Linked DNA regions of Oryctolagus cuniculus: region 2 is linked to region 1. A link is a contact called in public Hi-C data. All regions are on one chromosome and are shown on one strand. The core of a region is the stretch at or near the end of the contact, and the rest is flanking DNA. Distances in the headings are between cores, read along the strand shown. Region 1 has its middle 80 kb from the start of IVNS1ABP. Region 2 has its middle 59 kb from the start of HMCN1.

Region 1 (6,552 bases), core at 2,269-4,768:
CGGGCGGCCTGCGTTAGGCCCACCCTACTCACCCCGCTTACCTTAAGCGCCTCTTCAAAGCCTCATCTCTGCAGAGACCTTCCGGGGCAGCACCTCAGTCAGGACCGCAACAGGTGAACGTGGGTCCGCAAAGGCCACGGGAGGGTCCAGCTCCGCCATCGTGGGCCTGCTGTGACGTCCAAGACAGGAAGGACCTTCCAGCTGGGGCTCAGAAAGTGACCCCCCACACGGGGTCTCGCCACGCCGAGACCATCAAAGCGGCCTTGGGGTCTCCCACCTCCCCACAGCCAGGCCTCTTCCCCTCCTCAAGCTTGGGGAGCAGCTTCCCCCAAACCCCTTCCCCCACTGAGGGAGGTGCCTGAGCCAGAGCATGATGGCCTCAACCCCCCAACTACCTGGGAAGCAGTGCAAGGGCTGCACCACGCCCACCCGGACACAGCTCCCCGGACAGCCCCCAGCTAAGCAGTGCAAGGGCTGCACCACGCCCACCCGGACACAGCTCCCCTGACAGCCCCCAGCTAAGCAGTGCAAGGGCTGCACCACGCCCACCCGGACACAGCTCCCCTGACAGCCCCCAGCTAAGCAGTGCAAGGGCTGCACCATGCCCACCCGGACACAGCTCCCCTGACAGCCCCCAGCTAAGCAGTGCAAGGGCTGCACCACGCCCACCCGGACACAGCTCCCCGGACAGCCCCCAGCTAAGCAGTGCAAGGGCTGCATCACGCCTACCCGGACACAGCTCCCCGGACAGCCCCCAGCTAAGCAGTGCAAGGGCTGCACCACGCCCACCCGGACACAGCTCCCCTGACAGCCCCCAGCTAAGCAGTGCAAGGGCTGCACCACGCCCACCCGGACACAGCTCCCCGGACAGCCCCCAGCTGCCAGGGCTGCTGGGACCTCCTACCTTGTTCTCAGTGCACTTCTGCCCCTCCTCTCGTCGCTGTGTCCTGCGGAGCCCCGTCGAACCCCGTCCCAGGCTGCTGTCTGCATCCAGGATCCGCTTACCTCCCTTAAAAACCTTCAACTCCCCGACTAGAGGTGTCACAGCCCCCACGCCCTCTCCCAGGTGAGGAAGGGTCTGGAAGCATCCACGTCTCCCTGGGTGCTGGGCGCTCACTTTCGTCCTTGCTGTCTTCCTGGGTGGCATCCAGTGGCTCCACGTGCCTCTCTCCTGTTAATCTGTCCGTGGATTTCAGCAGACTTGTGTATGCACATTGAGAGGGCAGAGGGGCCATTCCACTCTCGCCAAGAAATGAGGAACCGCTGGTGACAACTCTGCTGGGGTTGGCTCAAGGAAGATGGACAAGAACCAGGACAGACACCATCCTGACCGTGAACCTGGCATGACCGTACCTGGAGGAAGCAGAGGGGTCTCCTGCCTTGTCACCAGATGGTGCCACACGGGGAGCACCACCCAGTCGGGGGCGTTAGGGACAGCAGCGACTTGGAGACCCTTGGGGAGTCTGCTGTCCTCCAGGTCCAGCCAACATCCGGAGCTGCCCTGAGGCTACTTCTCATCCAGGCAGCCGGGATGTCCTTTTGTCCTTTTGCGGACTTCCCATTACAATAACAGCACCGGACACTGAGCTCCTGCTGTCTGGCAGGCTCTGGATTCCTCACGTTGTATGCTTCTCCCGCTTGATTCTCTCCTGGCTTCTGAACAAGCCTCGGCCTGCCAAAGCCAGGTCCACATGCTGGCTCTACAAGTAAGGGCAGGTGAACTGTCTACTCTCGGTCAGCTCCTGTTCGACAAGGGAATAATTCATGAAAGGCCCAGTCAAGTGACCATCGTGTTTCTCATGACGACTATTGTTGTTTTTCTCTGCTGGTTGTGCTCTGTGATGACATTTGTAATAAGATAGACCAATAAAAGTGTACTGAAATAGAAACTGGGTTCGGCACCGCTGCCTGAGACACCAGCATCCCATATCAGAGTGCTGGTTCAGGTCCTGGCTGCTCCACTTCCGATCCTGCTCCCTGCTAATGCATCTAGGAAAGCAGCAGAAGAGAGCCCAAGTATCTGAACCCATGCCACCCACATGGGAGACCCGGATGAAGTTCCAAGCTCCTGGCGTCAGCCTGGCCCAGACCTGGCTATTGTGTCCATCTGGAGAGTGCACCAATGGACCAAAGATCCATCTCTCCTCTGTGTGTCACTCTGCCTGCAAATAATCAAATACATCTTTAAAAAGAAAAATTAGTCTTGCAAGTTGACATCCATTAGACCTACTGGTTTAAAAGTTACCTTTTAAGGCACTCTTTGGCAAAGGGAAACTTAGACGGACCCTTCTTTCTCACCTCTTTTAAAGTTCACTCCTGATTGCCGATTAACATTGCATTTGCATCATGGCTGCAGCATTCCAACCCCTTAGGAAGACTGAGTGAATAATTTAAGATTCATGTTTCATTTATCGTCCATGCTACAGCAACTCCATTCCCGGGCCGATCCTTGTGGAAGGGCTCCGAGGCCCCGGGGCACAGTGGCTACATCAAAAACGCATTTCTGCGTTCCTGAGGGATTCTTCTGAAAAGTGCTGGGACGGGCGTGTTCGGGGTTGGATGGCACAGGCGTACCTGCTGCTCCATTTATCACGTCTGAACACACAATTGTGTGCCACTGCTGTCCACTTCCCACTTCGGGGATTGTAGCGGAAGCCTGTGACGTAACTTGTGGCTGACTCAACTCTGTCCTGGGAAACGGACTCAGGGAGCAGCGGGGGTGGAAGAGAGATGAGGGGTGAGCGACGTGTGTGCTTCCGCGTAGGCCTGGGCAGGGGCCCAGCAGCCACGGGGTGCAGCAGGAGGCCAGGCGTCTCCCCAGTGCGCCCAACTGGTGCTCTGAAGGAACAGGTAAGAAGCGCTTGGGCCCCTGCACCCACTTCCAGGGAGACCTGGAAGAAGCTCCAGCCTCCTGGCTTCAGCCTGGCCCAGCCGTGGCCACTGCAGCCATTTAGGGCGTGAACTAATGGATGGAAGACCTCCCTCTCCCTCTGTCTCTCCCCCTCTCTCTTTCAAATAAATAAAAAATAAATCTTGGAAAAAATAACAAAGACAAAGATGAGGAGGGTAGAAAGGTCCCCTTGAGGCAGTGGCTGGGCAGGTGCACTGGGGCTGGCCCACCTTGTGTTAGAGTCGCAGTCGAAGCTGGCAGCATCCGGGCTCTGTAGCAGCAAGCTGCTGAGCCGCAGGTCTCCTGCCTTGAAATCAGGCTGAGCCTCGATTCCCACCACTCACCACGTGGGAGACCCGGATGAAGTTCCAAGCTCCTGGTGTCAGCCTGGCCCAGACCTGGCTATTGTGTCCGTCTGGAGAGTGCACCAATGGATCAAAGATCCATCTCTCCTCTGTGTGTCACTCTGCCTGGCGTCCCCATCACCATTCCCTGCTGGACACTGGTCTCCCCGTCCCAGATGCCCCATGGTGAGTTGAATGTGGTCACTGCTGCTCTCGGGCCCCTGCCACCAGACAACAGGATCTACTTGCCCCTCTCCAGGCCTGGCCTCACTTTGTGCCTCGCTTTGAACTACAGGACGCGGCAACGGTGACATTGCACATCTCAAGCTGTGACTCCCAGGCCCTGTGGGGTCCCTATACCCTCTGTCAACACTGCTGTCCATCAGGGAGGATGCGGGGGCCACGGGGAGGAGGGGCCCAGCTGTCCAGCCAGCCAGAACCCTGCCCCCAGGCCCCAGACCAGGAGCGGGACCTCCCAGGCCCGCAGACCCACCAGCCACCACAACCCAGGCAAGGCACAGGGGAGCCAGGTTCACTGAGCTCTGCCCAAACTGCCGACAAATGGTGACAAACAGATGCTTGTTGACTTAAAGCCTTCTGTTCTGGGGCAGTCTCCAATGCGGCAATCGCTAACAGATGCCTTGTAAAAGTCACTCCGCCCAGAAATGTTCACCCATGGAAACTTCCTCACCAGGCCAGCCTCACTCAGTTAAGCCTGCTGGGCCCAGAGGCACAAAGACCCCACTGTCTCCCTAAGTCCCTTTCCCATCCTGGGCTGAAGCCTGGAGCCTCACCATCGAAGTTTAATTACTTGCATAAAAGCATGAATGCCTATTAAATTCTAAGCGTCCCTGGAAGGGATAACAAGTTTGTGCTTTTGATTTTGCTCTTAAAAAAATAGACAGGAATAGAAAATGACCCTAACATAAGGTCGCTTTCCCAAAGAGAAAAAGCTCTTTTAATGACTTGGACCAAGGGGATTATAAGCCTTTAGGGAAGTAGATGAGATGGGTGTGTGTCTAATTTCAAGACTTGATGTATTAATTTAATTAAGCATAGGTACTTAAAATCACGTTATACAAAGTAACACATCAACTCAGAGACACTGTTTCGTTCCCTCTTGCATTCCAGGAGGTACTGGTGCAGCGCCCGCCCCCCACCAACCACCTGCAGAGCAGAGATATTGTGTAGACAGGTACAGTGCTTCCCTTCCATCCTCTGCTTTGTTGTTAACCAAGAGGCTGCTGGGGGAGTTTCTGCCTCAGCCACAGAGCCGTTCACAACGCAGTGTCACTACTTTGTTCCAGTCCTCCGCCCGGTGCACGGTCCTGACGTCACCGTGTGACCACCGGCAGCACAGCCTGTTAAGGGACCTTCTGTGTGACCGCCTCCTTGGCATGCGATCCCAGGACCTCCCACTGATAAAGGACTCATTACAGTCACAGTAAATCTCTTTGTGCTGGTTTTTTTTTTTTTTTTTTTTAATAAGATGACCACAATCATCTCAAAGTTTGTGCGTTTTGAGGTCAGTTGGGCTGATATGTCTTCCCCAAAAAGTATTTTGTGTTTCAAAAAAAATGTGATGCAAGGACTTTGGAGGAACTTGAATGGAAGATGATGCCCTCTTTTCTGGGAGAAATTTGGGGAGAACCAAAGTTCTGTACTTGACGTCTGTTAATCCATGCTCACTCTAGAAACTGACAGGGCCGGTGTTGTGGTGCAGCCGGGTAGCTGGTGGTGCCAGCATCCCATAGGAGCACCTGTTCGAGTCCTGGCTCCTCCACTTCTGATCCAGCTCCCTGCTCATGCCCTGGGAAGGAGTGGCCCAGGTGTTTGGGAGACCTAGAAGGAGTTCCTGGTTCCCAGTTTTGGCCTGGCTCAGTTCCAGTCATTGCAGCTCTTTGGGGAGTGAACCAGTGGATGGAAGATCTCTTTCTCTCAATTGCCTTTCAAGTAAAATAAATAAATAAATCTTAATTTAAAAAAAAAGCTGACAATACTGAAAATCAGAGATGAAAATGAAAGTCACCCATCAGGCTACCAACCAGAGACCCTGATTGTCTGGGGAAGCTGCAATCTCTCCAGCAGACCCCGGCCCCTGGGCCCCTGGGAGTGGCTTTGGATTCCCTTTGTCCTTCTCTGAACTTCTGTCTATCCCAGTAAACTATACCAGAAGTGACCAGAGGGAGGTCCTCGTCCTCAAGAGACAGAGCGTGACTACAGGAGGAGCCTACAGGATGCGTGCTGATGAGAGAGGTGGGCACTGCCTCATGAGGGAGCCAACTCGGCAGCGTGTAAGGGCTCCTGATGGCTTGTCTGTCAGTTGCTTAGTTTTAGGAGATCTCAAGACTGAACTTTGGAAAGATCTGCAAAGTCAGGAGAAAGTTTTAGGACTTTCCCCACCTGGACTGTGGCACGGAGCGACTGTGGCAACCAGCCTGCCACACCTTTGTTAGACAACACCTGAAGCTCCCGGGCTGGGACTTTCCCTGAGCACAGGTTCAGAAGGGGAAATGGGTGCCTGGGCCCGAAGGGAGGGGACAGGACAGAAGCCAGCGCAAGGGCAAGCGTAAAGGCCGGGAGACGCCAGCCTCCTCCTCGCTGCCTGGGACCGGCCCTGCCGCTCCCAGGCTCAGCAATGCCGTGCACCTGTGTGCCCTGTGTGAACTGCAGCAATGCCCCTGCGCCTTCTGCTTCCTTAAGCACCTGTTTCTTCTCCCACCCATAAGCCCCCAGGTCTCATGGAGACGGCCACACATACCTGTGCTGTGCCCGTGGCCTGGGTGGAGGCTCAGCTCCATGCCTGCAGCGGGCTCCATGCAACCCTGCATGCATCCCAGCCTCGTTGTACTGCTGTTTCCGCCCAAGCACCCCTTCTGCCCCTCTCTCTGGGCCTGCAGACCCAGCCACAGGCAGGGCACAGGGATGCACCTGCTGGCCACACGGACCGGCACCTTCCTCCCCGCAGATCTCTTCACCGCAGCGTTCGCCCCCTTGGACTTGACATTCGCTGCCTGTGCTAAGGCCACCACACCCAGAACTCCCAGAACTTTCCTGCTGTCCCAAGCGAGGGACGCCTGGGCAGTCCCAGGTTCCAGACCTCAGGCAGAGCAGCTAGGGCCACACATGACGGAGTCTTGAGCAAACATCTCTTCTGAGGAGCATCCTCTCTACCACACCTAAAACCACCAACACCACACTCCCTGGTACAGAATGTGCCGTGGGGACTTTCTTGGTGGCAGAGTTCATGTTCCGAAATTGTCTTGTTTAGTTCCTGTTCTGTTGTCTGTCTTCCTGCTGAAATGTACTGTGAAAGCA
Region 2 (6,552 bases), core at 1,356-3,855, 220 kb before region 1:
CAATAAAGGAAGACGCTTGGAGGGACAGCGAGGCCACTTGATGCCTTGGAGCACGTATGATCTTCCCACTCGATGCCTGGCCAGCACGGGAGCGTCCACGTGGTCCTTCCCTCGAGCTCGGAGCTGCCTTCCTTGTCTTTGGCTGAGTTTCTGAGGCTCTGTCAGCTGGGCTCTCCCGACCCGCACTGCCAAGGAGGAAGTTCAGGCGGGGTCAAGGAGCCTTGCTTCCTCTTCCTCTTCGACGGACCCACTCTGTGAACCAGTTTGTCCTGCCAAGTGGAAGGAAATTCTCATTGTCTTTTCACACCGGAGCTTCCCTAACGCAAGCACTCTCTTAGGAGCTATGATTAAGCCACAGACTCATTTCACGTAGGTCTTTGTTTTTTCCTGCAGTGGGGACAAGATCAAGGCCTGAATCTATGAAAAAATTTGTGAGAATTTCTGAAAGTGTAAGGTGTTTATCAGGACGGAGGCGGCAACTTGAAGTTCATTTACTGCTTTTCAGTTCTGGTATTCTCTAAAGATTTCAACCGTGCTGTCTGAAACTTCATCCCCAAGACGATGCATGATGAAACTCTCGGGAGAGCAACGCGGTAGTGAGCCCCGTTCATGACCCGACCTGCGCGGTTACATTCAATGCATCAAAATTTCAGGGTTATTAAAAATAAGGCTTCCTAAAGTTGCAATAAACTTTTTTCTATCTCTTCAGGCAACGAAAGGCTGCTGTATGTTATTTTAAATGCAAGGGAACTGTAATCAGAAAAAGGACATCTAGTGAAATACTCGCCATAAAAATCACAGAATTACAAAACAGGGTGAACATCCCACTGCAGCACTCAGTACAGCCCCGTGGCTTTGCAGGTGAGGACTCTGTGCATGGTGCCACACTCCTGGGTGAAGAACCAAAACAAGAACCCAGGGCCTGTACCCCTCAAAGTCCAAGCCTGTGTTCTAGAAAATTCTAGGCCACTGCGCATACCCCCTTCCAAAACTGTACATTTAGTAATAATATATGTTTCGTGTTGAAACCACAAGCTACCATCCAGATGGAAGGACATGCTTCCTTGTATTCCCTCCAGCTTTTCCAAACAGGTATTTTTGTTTGCTTATCGTCTTGCATGTGGCTTTTATTCTCAACCCAAAGGCTTAGCATAAGAGCAAGGCATTGGAACTTTTTTTTAAAGATTTATTTATTTGAAAGCCAGAGTTACACAGGGAGAGAAGGAGAAGCAGAAAGAGAGAGAGAGAGAGGGAGAGAGAGAGAGAGAGAGAAAGAGAGAGAGAACCCCCATCTGCTGGTTCACTTCCCAATTGGCCACAATGGCCGGAGCTGCACCGATTTGAAGCCAGGAGCCAGGTGCTTCTTCCTGGTCTCCCACGTGGGTTCAGGGGCCCAAGGACTTGGGTCATCTTCTACTGCCTTCCCAGGCCACAGCAGAGAACTGGATTGGAAGAGGGGCAGCCAGGACTAGAACCAACGCCCATATGGGATGCCAGTGCTGCAGGCAGAGGATTAGCCTACTGTGCCACGGCACCGGCCCGACTTTCCTACTTTAAACACCTTTGTTTTCATTTAACTAAGGAAGTGCTTTCATCTCTTACCTTCTTAGCTCCTGAAGCTTTGTCTTGTTTAGCCATCAAAGGCCAAATAGAATTTCACAAGAGAAGGGATATAACTGAAAAACTGACAATTTTGCTAAGCTATACACTACAGCCACAGGAAATGAGATTTTTTTTGATTGTGAGCTATACACCTGTTATCACTGAAAAATAACGACCATTTTCTCTAAACTCAAGGTATCAAGGTGTCTACTCCGAATGTCCTTATTCCAAGATAAGCTCTGGTCATCCCTTTAACATTTGAAGACAGTAAATGTATACTAGCTAAATTAGAAAGATGAAGATTATTAGAGTGAAAGTTTTATTACTCCAGGTTAGCTACAGCTCTAAAGAATGAACATTAAGTGAAAATTGTTAAAGAATTTTAAATTCAAATCTATTTCACATTCTTGAGAAGTTCATCAAAAGTGAACGCTGACATGTCATCATCCAGCGAGTTCAGAACGCTTCCTCCTTGGTAGAAAAGAGACCTTATATTTAGTATAATCATGTTGTCTTTGGAAGAAGATTTAGATTTTACAAAGGGTGTTTCACCCAGAAGTAAAAGGAAGGAAAGGGACCAAGTTGATGGGTGGGAAAAAGATCTGGGACTCCAAGTGTTAATTTTGACTACAAACAGTGTTGGTACCTTATGTCCAAAACAGTGTCATTGGAAATGTTACAATCCATGAATAACTTTTTGTTGCAAGGTAACTATGTATTTCACCAAAATACCTCCCTTATGTAATGCTGTGGTGAGCAAGTTTAAAACCAGTGACTCAGGGCCACCTGCTGCTTTAGAAACCGGGTGATATGCATACCTGTTATTCAGAGTTATTAATGCCCTCTAGATCGCTTTTTATTCTCCACATTGTTAGCCAACCCACTTTTGCTATTAGCCCTAAGGCTTCTGAATTCCCTCCAGCTCCCGTTGTAACAAAAACAGAACCCACTGTGTGAAAAGACAGCTCTTCCTACCCAAGACCTGGATGACCTGAGTCAGCAGTGAACACATTAGTGAAATACAATTGCCAGTTTATGCAGTAATTCCAGTTAGCCACTGAACATGAGGCATCTTCTAATTCTCCCATTGTTTAAAGATTCATTCAATTTATCTGCCAAGTGGACATAAACAATGAAGCGATGAAATCATGAGGCTATCTGTCCATCTGACATAACTCCCACCATTTTCATAAAATAAACATCTGGGCAGACACTTTGAGCTGTAGTGATTTTTTTGATCCTATACAACATGACTAAAATTCTTCATCTCAAAATTTTATTGACCAGAGTCAGTGCTGAGACATAGTAGGCCAAGCCTGCACCCGGGGCACCAGCACAGTAGGCTAAGCCTGCACCTGGGGCACCAGCATCATATATGGGGGCCACTTCGGGTTCCAGCTGCTCCTCTTGCAGGCCAGCTCTCTGCTGTGGCCCAGGAAGGCAGTGGAGGACGGCCCAAGTGCTTGGGCCCTGCACCTGCATGAGAGACTCAGAGGAAGCGCCTGGCTTCAGACTGGCTCAGCTCCGGCAGTTGCAGCCATTGGGGGAAGAGCTTTCTCTCTGTTTCTCTCTTTCTCTGTCTGTAGCTCCACCCCTCAAATAAATAAAAAAAAATCTCTTTAAAAAACACCTTCTCTATTAAAAAAAAAGAAAAACATTTTATTGGCCTACAGAATGGTCTATAGCTTTGAAATAAAGACAAAATATAAACTTATACCACTACCAGCTCCACTCAAGTAAAAAAAAAAGTTTTTTTCAAAACTAAATAATTAAAGGCTACGCTAACTGACCTTGGCGAGTTCCTAGGAGGCATCTTTCCTGAGTGACTCAGAGGTAAGCACAGGTAGTGGCCAGTCTTTGCATAGATGCGAGGTCGGACAGTTGTCATGGGACTGCTCTTCCCTGTGGGACAGAGCTCACTGTTATTGCACTGCCTCCCCTTCTTGGGATCCTCTACCTTTGCTCAACTGTCTGATCTGTATCCTACTCCTTACATTTCTGACTTAGACTTGGAAATAATCTCTTCATGTAGTACACAGGCTTAATTCAAAATGGGGCCCTGCCATATTAACAGATGTTGCCTAACAAAAGCGGGCTCTGATCAGGTTGGGAGATTCTAGGTTAAACAAAGCTGCTTTTCCGTAGGGCGGATTCTGTCTGAGAGTAGCTGGTGGGCGCTGTGAGTCTTCAGGTGTGCACAGCTCAAACTTAGCGTTCCTCCCTCTCTCTCTCTCTCTCTCTCTCTCTCTCTCTCGCATGTAGAGCAGAAACTCTAATAAAATGAAACACAATTTGAGAAACACTTGCAGAGACAAATTCCTAATGAGCTTAGCTCAGACATGCCCTTTCCAAAAATTGATACTTTTTATAGTTAGGAACAATCTCTTCAAAAATCTGCAAAATACACAATAGAAAATATTGACCCCTATTCATATTGGGCAAGGATAAGAAGATATTTTAATTTTATTTATTTGAAAGATAGGTTTACAGAGAGAGGGAGAGGGAGAGGATCTTCTATCCGCTGGTTCACTCCTCAAATGGCCCTAACGGCCAGCGCTGAGCCAATCCAAAGCCAGGAGCCAGGAGCTTCTTCTAGGTCTCCCATGTGGATGCAGGGGCCCAAGCACGTGGGCCATCCTCTGTTGCTTTCTGAGGCTCATTAGCAGGGAGCTGGATCAGAAATAGAACAGCTGGGAATCAAACCAGCACCCATATGGGACGCCAGTGCTGTGCCACAGTGCTAGCCCTCAGGATGTTTGCATTTTAAAACTGGCTTCAGAGAAGGTAAAAGGACTTTAAGGTGTGAAGGAATGAAAATCTAAGGAGCGTTTCCCATGCTGTGAAGTGAGATGCTGAAGGCAGGGGCTGTACCAGGTAACACAGGATCCCTTCACATCTCTTTCTGCTTCCTTGTAAGCGGAGCCTCACAGGAGAGATGCCCTTTATCAAGCGCCTCATGCACATTGTCTGTAGCAGCCCTGCCAGGGAGAGCCCACCACGCTTCAGATGCAACTCGGTGTAGTCTCAGATCCTGCGCAGTTAACCTCGCTGGTATCCCTGCTACCGAACTGCCAATAATTGAGCCAGGAACCCTGGTTTACCTTCATGCCACAATTCCAGAAACTACCAGGACTGAAGCCAGAATTCTGCCTACATTTCCCTCTCCTTGCTTGAAGGAGAGAAAGCAGATGCTGCCTGCCAGAAATTTTGCTTAGGTTTCACGATTTCGTGTTAGGACAGCACTTCCAGTACACTCCAGGAGTTCATCACCATCATTCCTTGCCACTGTGAGCTTGAGCAGCAGAATGGACACTGCCATCCACACGTCACTCATTTTTAGGGACACAATTTTGAATGGCAAGCACAGTTTAAATAGGAATGAGGCAGAAAATAAAATACGGAGTAAGAATTTGATCATTTTGCACAATTAAACATTTTTTAAAGATTTATTTTATTTATTTGAAAGAGTTACAGAGAGAAGTAGAGATAGAGAGAGAGGTCTTCTATCCGCTGGTTCACTCCCCAAATGGCCACAATGGCCAGAGCTGTGCCAATCTGAAGCCAGGAGTCAGGAGCTTCTTCCAGGTCTCCCACATGGGTGCAAGGGCCCAGGGACTTGGGCCATCTTCCACTGCTATCCCAGGCCATAGCAGAGAGCTGGATTGGAAGAGGAGCAGCCGGGACTAGAACTGGCGTCCATATGGGATGCCGACACTTCAGGCCAGGGATTTAACCCCGCTGCACCACAGCACCGACCCCACAATTTTAAATTTTTAAAAATGTAATCTATTTTTTTCAAAGACTTATTTATTTATTTATTTATTTGAAAGTCAGAGTTACACAGAGAGAGGAGAGGCAGAGGGAGAGAGAGAGAGAGAGAGGTCTTCTATCCACTAGTTCACTCCCCAATTGGCCGCAACGGCCAAAGCTGCACCAATCCGGAGTCAGGAGACAGGAGCCTCCTCCGGGTCTCCCACGTGGATGCAGGGGCCCAAGCACTTAGGCTATCTTCCACTGCTATCCCAGGCCAAAGCAGAGAGCTGGATCGGAAGTGGAGCAGCTGGGTCCCAAGCAGGCGCCCATATGGGATGCCGGTGCTTCAGGCCAGGGTATTAACTCACTGTGCCTCAGCGCTGGCTCCTAAATGTAATCTAATTCTAAACCTATCTGCTCAGCACAGAGAGGACAGGCAATCCAAGCAAGAGTGGGCTTTCCTCACAGCACTGACCGTCCTCCGTGGTCTGGTTGTGGCTGAGTGGGCTTTCCTCACAGCGCTGAGCGCCCTCCGTGGTCTGGTTGTGGCTGCGTGGGCTTTCCTCACAGCGCTGAGCGCCCTCCGTGGTCTGGTTGTGGCTGCGTGGGCTTTCCTCACAGCGCTGAGCGCCCTCCGTGGTCTGGTTGTGGCTGAGTGGGCTTTCCTCACAGCGCTGAGCGCCCTCCGTGGTCTGGTTGTGGCTGCGTGGGCTTTCCTCACAGTGCTGACTGTCCTCCGTGGTCTGGTTGTGGCTGCGTGGGCTTTCCTCACAGTGCTGACTGTCCTCCGTGGTCTGGTTGTGGCTGAGTGGGCTTTCCTCACAGCGCTGAGCGCCCTCCGTGGTCTGGTTGTGGCTGAGTGGGCTTTCCTCACAGCGCTGAGCGCCCTCCGTGGTCTGGTTGTGGCTGAGTGGGCTTTCCTCACAGCGCTGAGCGCCCTCCGTGGTCTGGTTGTGGCTGAGTGGGCTTTCCTCACAGCGCTGAGCGCCCTCCGTGGTCTGGTTGTGGCTGAGTGGGCTTTCCTCACAGCGCTGAGCGCCCTCCGTGGTCTGGTTGTGGCTGAGTGGGCTTTCCTCACAGTGCTGACTGTCCTCCGTGGTCTGGTTGTGGCTGAGTGGGCTTTCCTCACAGTGCTGACTGTCCTCCGTGGTCTGGTTGTGGCTGCGTGGGCTTTCCTCACAGCGCTGAGCGCCCTCC

Evidence for each region. A called contact is a pair of places that touch in the nucleus more often than the background predicts.
Region 2: a contact with region 1 is called in a Hi-C map of an unstated tissue, with 1.9 times the contacts expected there. The contact joins two enhancer-like sites. A contact is called at or near these places in 2 of 6 Hi-C or Micro-C datasets (ear pinna and an unstated tissue).

Annotation. Positions count from the first base shown.
Region 1 is chr13:2,610,692-2,617,243 of mOryCun1.1, reverse strand. No RefSeq gene overlaps it. Among named protein-coding and RNA genes, the nearest start is that of IVNS1ABP, 80 kb to the right of the region's middle. Within about 2 kb of position 3,518, at least 1 of the 8 cell types and tissues checked has an H3K27ac peak or open chromatin away from gene starts, as enhancers often do.
Region 2 is chr13:2,830,119-2,836,670 of mOryCun1.1, reverse strand. No RefSeq gene overlaps it. Among named protein-coding and RNA genes, the nearest start is that of HMCN1, 59 kb to the left of the region's middle. Within about 2 kb of position 2,605, at least 1 of the 8 cell types and tissues checked has an H3K27ac peak or open chromatin away from gene starts, as enhancers often do.